Linked DNA regions of Mus musculus: region 1 is linked to region 2. A link is a contact called in public promoter capture Hi-C data. All regions are on one chromosome and are shown on one strand. The core of a region is the stretch at or near the end of the contact, and the rest is flanking DNA. Distances in the headings are between cores, read along the strand shown. Region 1 holds the start of Thap11 (THAP domain containing 11). Region 2 holds the start of Hsd11b2 (hydroxysteroid 11-beta dehydrogenase 2).

Region 1 (3,564 bases), core at 170-2,669, 340 kb before region 2:
CCAGAATCTGCAACATAAACTGGGGAGTGAGAGACAAAGTCATAACTGCTGGTGTCACCAGATTCTGAAGTCCCCAACTCTTACTTCACGAGGAGACGAAAGAAGGTGCCAACTGACCAACTGGAGTCCCGCTGTCCTAAACCTCGGCACTGTCAACAGGAATACTGGGGAGTACAACATTTGCCTGAGGATTCCTTGGGCTGGAAGGAGTCACGAATTCTGCAGGTTTCTGGGGGGAACCATTCACATGCCGTGCTTCTTACGGATGACAGCCATGGCAAGCAGACGATCCTTCTCTCGAAGTTCTTCACGGAGCTTGGCCTCGGTGAGACGCAGATGGCGGATGCTACCCTTCATCTCCTTCATCTTCACTTCCATCAGGGCCAAGATGTCCCGCTGCTCGTTCAGCTTGCGCAGGAGCTCCTCCTCCGTGGTACCCGAGGACAAGGAGTACGAGTGGTCAGAGCCAGTGTCAGGGAAGCCCTCTTCCCCTACCACCACCAGCTGAGGGCCCAGAGTGCACTCAGCGGCCTCCAGCCCAGCCGTAGCAGCCTCTAGCTCTGAGGCGGCGGCAGCGGCGGCTGCCCCTTCAGCAGCTGCAAACTCGACTTGCACTGTGAGGTCGATGGGCTTCACATCATCTCCCGAGGGAGTCGTGGACACGGGAACCACGGATCCCGGAGCCTGGTTGCTGTCTACGGCGGCCTGAAGCGTAAGAAGCACAGCTGCAGAGGCAGACACCAGGTTCGGCTGCAACTGGGTGGTCTGGGCAGTGGAGGAGGACGGAGACGGCTGCTGCTGTTGCAGCTGCTGCTGTTGCTGCTGCTGCTGTTGTTGTTGCTGCTGCTGCTGCCTACGGCGGGCTGCCGCAGCTCCCGCAGGTCTCCGAGCTACTTTGCGCTCATTGACGCCACGCAGCGGGAAAATGGTGGGAACGCGCACCGTGTAGGTCTTGCGGCCGCCCTGAAAGTGGACGCTGCAGAGACGGTGGCCGGTGGTGGGTTGGAAGGTGGAGAAGCACCCACTGACGCCAGCACGGGACACGTTCTTGAGCCAGAGGCGCCGCAACTCAGCGTCCTTGGGAAACGTGTAGAAGTGCAGCGCCTTGTCCCGGTGTGAATTGTTGTAGCAGCCCGGAACGCAGCACGTAAAGCCAGGCATGGCTGCGACGCGCGGCCCGGCCCACCGGCCTCTCGAGCTCTTCGACGGCCGGGTCTGGCCCCTGTCTCAGCTCCTCGACGGGCGGCGCCGCGCGAGGCTCTCAGAGGCCTCTCACTATTGCCGCCCGGCGCAGTCGTCCCGGGCCGAGGCCCCGTGCCCAGAATATGGTTGCGGACCGCCCGCGCCGCGCTACCCACCCGGCCGTCCGCCTGCGCTTCGGAGTCGGCCCGGGGGACGCCGCGAAGGACCGCCTGGAAAGGAGGACTACGCCCCCCACAATGCACTGCGCCAGAAGCCTCTCACTTCCGGGATGGGGCGGGCTTATTCCGGCGGCTTTCCTGGACACCGCGATATCCTGTTCAGAGTCGATTATTTTCCAGATGAAGCTCGTCCTAAGCGAAAGGTAAAAATGTATTCGAATGGAACGTTATGGCATGGGCTACCCTTCACAAGGATCCGGAATCCTGATGGTACCGGGCGCGTGCCTGGTGAGCGCAAGCGCTCTGGGTATAAGAACACAAAGACTACAAGTTCCATGATGCCTCAGAAGAACGTTTTGGTGCGGCCGCGGGCTGCAGCGCCTCCTAAAGGAGAGGTGGAGTTCCTGCAGACCAGGATTTGAATGAGGTTCTGCAGCTTGCTATAAAAAACACCCCACCCCACCCCACCCCCGACCCCCAGTACCTTGGAGTGGACTGCATTCTTTAGCCTAGAGGAAACCCGAGTCCTCCCAGAAGAACTTCTGGAGTCAATTTCTTATATTGGGAGCACTCTCCCGACTCTCAGCTACCTCTTACATGGATGGACTCACTGACCTAAACCATGTCCCTACTAGCTGCTTACAATGTGCCAGACAGTGAAGGGAAAACACATTCAAGGCAATTGGTGGCACACGCCATTAATCCCAGCACTTAGGAGGCAGAGGCGGAGGCAGATTTCTGAGTTCGCGGCCAGCCTGGTCTAAAGAGTGAGTTCCAGGACAGCCAGGGCTACACAGAGAAACCCTGTCTCGAAAAAAAAACAAAAAACAAAAACCAACCAAACAAACCAATATATAAATATCGTATAATATTTTTCACATTTATTAATTTTAAAAACATTCAAAGTAATGGGAGATATGTTTATACATATATCATGTGTGAGAGTGGGGGAGTAATGTTTGCATTTATGCATGTTCATATGTGTGCCAGTGAGTGTCAATTTCTGGGTATCATTCATTCCTCAAGGCCCTTGGCCTTTTCTTTTTTCTTTTTTTTTTTTTTTTTTTGAGACAGGATTTCTCTGTGTAGCCCTGGCTGTCCTGGAACTCACTCTGTAGACCAGGCTGGCCTCGAACTCAGAAATCCACCTGCCTCTGCCTCCCAAGTGCTGGGATTAAAGGCGTATGCCACCACGCCGGCTGGCCTTTTCATTTTAGGCTGGCTGGCCAGTTAGCTGCAGGGATGCACCTCTAGCACTGCCATTATAGGCATGGGACACAATGCTTGGTATTTTTTTTATTTATTTATTTTTGGTTTTTCAAGACAGGTTTTCTCTGTGTAGTCCTTGCTGTCCTGAAACTCCCTCTATAGACCAAGCTGGCCTCGAACTCAGAAATCAGCCTGCCTCTGCCTCCTAAGTGCTGGGATTAAAGGCCTGTGCCACCACTGCCCTGCTCATGCCTGGCTTTTTAACTTGTGAGGAAGAATCACATTGATTCAAACCCACAAAGCATTAAAGAAGATACTCAATTTGACTCTACCTTCAGTACATAAATAGCCTTTAACATACTCATGGACATTCAAATAATATCTAGTAAGTTGAAAGTAGGGACTGTGCCTGGTCTTCAGCACCAAAAGCAAACAAAGTGCGCAATTTCTCCCCAGCACTGTCTTACCTATCCTCTGGACTTGGCATCTCTAGTGAAAAGCAAGAATCATATTGCATGTCTCTGCTTCTAATCTTGGGTCCTCTACATCTGTTTCCCTTGTGACTGCCAAAGAAAATCTGACAAGCCATGGGTCGCTCAAGGGGGCTGGAGAAATGGCTCAGGGTTTAAGAACACTGACTGCTCTCTGGAAGGTTCTGAGTTCAAATCCCAGCAACCACAGGCATGAATCACAAGTTCAAGGTCATCATCTGCTGCGTGGAAAGTCTGAGGCAAGTCTGAACTACATACAACCTGTCTCAAAACAAAACAACAGTCGGGCGGTGGGGCACACGCCTTTAATCCCAGCACTTGGGAAGCAGAGGTAGGCAGATTTCTGAGTTCGAGGCCAGCCTGGTCTACAGAGTGAGTTCCAGGACAGCCAGGGCAATACAGAGAAACCCTGTCTCAAAAAAAACAAAAAACAAAACAAAAACAAAAAAAAAACCCAAAACCTGTCTCAAAAAACCAAACCAAAAACAACAACAACAACGAAA
Region 2 (3,195 bases), core at 686-3,185:
AGCTAGAAGCCAACTTCCAGTGCTTACACGGGAGTAGGCTGGGGCCAAATTCTCTTCTCCCAAACACTGAGGTTTGCAGAGATGGAAGGAGCCTGGGGCACAGAAAGCATCCCTCTTCTCACCTCTTGCTCAGGCTCAAGACTAGACCAGTAGCAAAGACCTGAGGTGAGATCTCAGGATGCCCCAGCTGTATCAGTAGAACCTGAAGTGGCATAGGATCTGGTGAAAGCCGCTCACACAGGACAGGAAGAGATCTGTTCCATGTTTGAAGGCAGAGCCTATAACGAGTCCCTGCTTCATTTCAAGGGAATTCAGTAGCTTTCCTTCCTCAGGCTCCTGAAAGGGGGGGGGGGGGGGGGCTTGCCGTGGCTTCACACTCACTCTGGAAGTCTCTTCCATATCACCTGAGTCCTACTCAACCTCCACCCTCTCTTCCGAAGCCATATCACCTTAGTGCAATCTGGTTTCTCACCTGACATTCGGGTCTCCTCCCAAGGAAACTTCACATCCCCCCCCCCCCCCAGCCAGACTGGTTATTGACTGTCCCCTTCCCAAACCGTGCTTATTTCTTTCTGTCTTAAACCTTTGTCTCACGCCCTTTCTAGGATCCAAGACACCTTTCAGATTCCACCTGTCACTACCCAACTCCCTCCAAGGTCCAGTTCAAGGATTTCCTCCTAAAGTCTCCCGGCCCTATCCTATCATGCAGACCACCCATAAAGGACCAAGACCTCCAAGAAGCCATGGTGGTTGGGGGAGAAACAGCTGCCCCTCCCCCCATGCAATGGACCAATGCCCCCTGGCCTTCCTCCCCCTCCCCATTTCCTGCTGGGTCTGCAGCCCCCCTCCCCTCCCCTTCCCTCCTGATGACAGATTTATTCCCTGCTCCAGACAAAGAAAGCACAGGCAGGCACTAGAGACACCTGAGTCCAGCTCTCTGAGGACCCTTTCCTGGGCACCCAGGGCTGGGCAGGATGAGGTGTTAGGTGTAGACTGCAGGCGGCTGCAGTTTTGGCAGTGGGTAGCTGGATCTAAGAAGCAGCTACTCTCCAGCTGCTGTGAACTCAGGCGGTTCTGAACTCCAAGGATTCCAGCCAGAGGAGGTCGGGGAGCAGAACTCACCATCTAAGCACTCTGCCCCCAGAGAATAGCAGATACTGTGTTCTAGTGATGTGGGGGATGTCAGGCAGAGTTCAAGAGATGGCATTATCCCCGTCTCGGGTCTTCTGAAGTCCCCTAAAGTACTGTCTTCTGCTCCACACCTGATCTCTTAAGGAGCTCAGCATAAACTAAGTTTCTCCTCTTTCAGTCACTAGTTTCCTTTGAGCACCTGCCCACTCTCTACTTTCTCACCAATAATCCTCGCGGTCGCAGGTAGTTAACCCAGACTTGGTGAGGTGCCCGGAGCTTCCTACTTGGCTCACTTTCTTGCGTTTAGAGAAGGACTCTTACGTCTGAGCTGCGGAGTTCCCCTTGATGGCGCCCAAGGGAAACCCTCTAGGTGTGCGGTCCCGCCCTCCAGCCTGGAGTCCCTGCGCTCTGCACACTCACCGGTGATGAGCACCGCGCGAGTGGCCACCGGCAGGCGAGGAGGGCGCGCTAGGCGGGACAACGCGATCCAGCCAGCACCAGCCAGCACCACGAGTGCCGCCGGCGGGGGCAGCAGGCGCTGGCACAGCCAGTCGAGAGCAGCCAGCAGGGCCAGTGCCGCCAACAACGGGCGGCCCAGACGCAGGTCTGAGCGCAGCAGCTGCAGCAGCGCGCGGGCAGCCACCAGCAGCCAGGCGCCGCCCGACGGCCAAGGCCAGCGCTCCATGACTTCGGGGCCGGGCTGGGGCGGGGCGGGGGCCTGGTTGGGGAGCGCCGAGAGGGACTCGAGGCTAGGACACGGAATGCAGAGGAACACCGGCCTGGGGTGGGAGGGATACTCGCTTTCTTTGCGGGGTCCTCGGACCCAGCTTATAAAGCGCCCTGGGGGCGGGGTTGGGGCGGTGCGAAGGCGGGGCTAGGGTGGGGCTTTCCTCCACTTCTATCTTAGCACCCCACGCCAGGCAGGTGCCCCCCCGCCCAGCCCCCCTGTCTAGATCCGTTTTCGAAGAAGCCGGAACAAAGTCCCCAAGTTGCATGAGGCGGAGCCGTCAGTCGCCAGCTTCGCCCGGGAAAGGGCCAGTCTGCCCAACCCTGTGCCTTACATCTCATTCACTCCTGTGCGCCTATTGGCATGCCAAGGACTCTGAGCCTCCGAGCTCAGGAGTGCACATCCTGCTCACGCTTCCTCAGGGATACTTAACACACACATACCACCAACATCAGCACCACCACCACCAACTTTCATTCAAGTATTCCACATTGCTGTGGCTGTGACTGCCATGACTTCCAGAACACTGCATGGAAGCAGCCAGAGTCTGCTGCCAGCCACACCCGCCCCCGCATGCAGTGCCAGGCATGGCCTTAGGTCCCTGGTACACACGCCCAAATGTGCACTCTCACCTGGGTAGTTCTCAGCCACAGCTAGGAGAGAAGGGGGGTTCTGTTTCACTTCATTTTCTTCCATAGTCTAGAACTGGGGATGGAGGGAGAGGAAGGAGGAGGAGGAGAGAGACATACATACAGAGAGACAGAAACACACAGAGAAAGACAGAGATGGAAAGGTCAATGAAGGCATCAAGGTCTCCTTTTTTCTTTAGCTTCATCTACCCCCTCCCCAGGAACCAGTTAATGGGAAGACCTGGGAGAAGGGTCAGGACAGGGTGGTCCCTGATCTGCTACACTGAGTCCCCAGGGGATGAATTAAGTAGTGTGTGGGTGCATTTCCCTCCCTGTGTGTATGAAGGTCCTTGTTTGTGTGTGGCCTGGCACCCTGCGCCACCCCCGTGTCTGGCAACCTGTGCCTAACATGCATGCCAGGGCTCTGGCAGGCACTGGGGGTTAAGTGCAGAGCGAGGAGCAAAGCCGAGCTGTGGAGATCCCTACGTCTGTGAACCCCCAGACCTTCCCCCCTTGACACACACACCTCCCCATTCCTCATCTCTATCCTTTCTAGGTCCTGAGAGGGTCATAGATTCCTTATCACAGCTCTCTGTCCTGCGGTTCATTCTCTTCCCTGTATCCAGAATCCGGTCCAGTGTTTCATGTAAACACTCAAAGCCCTCCCTTCCATCCGGGTGTGGGTTCCTGAAGAGCCAGTGAACTCTT

What was found. Promoter capture Hi-C pulls out the DNA fragments that hold promoters and counts their contacts.
Region 1: a contact with region 2 is called in a promoter capture Hi-C map of embryonic stem cells. The contact joins the promoter of Thap11 here to the promoter of Hsd11b2 in region 2. A contact is called at or near these places in 9 of 39 promoter capture datasets (the C10 cell line, cranial neural crest, embryonic stem cells and 6 more), 4 of 115 datasets of contacts at active chromatin or transcription factors (embryonic limb bud, embryonic stem cells, large pre-B cells and 1 more) and 3 of 9 other capture datasets (adipose tissue, liver and pancreatic islet).

What each region holds. Positions count from the first base shown.
Region 1 is chr8:105,852,958-105,856,521 of GRCm38.p6, reverse strand. Thap11 (THAP domain containing 11) reads right to left here and starts at 1,419. Exons shown (of 1, transcript NM_021513.2): 1 at 1-1,419. The coding sequence starts at 1,161. The coding sequence ends at 244. It also overlaps a transcript of Cenpt not described here.
Region 2 is chr8:105,517,486-105,520,680 of GRCm38.p6, reverse strand. It overlaps Hsd11b2 (hydroxysteroid 11-beta dehydrogenase 2), which reads right to left and starts at 1,935. Exons shown (of 5, transcript NM_008289.2): 1 at 1,552-1,935. The coding sequence starts at 1,816.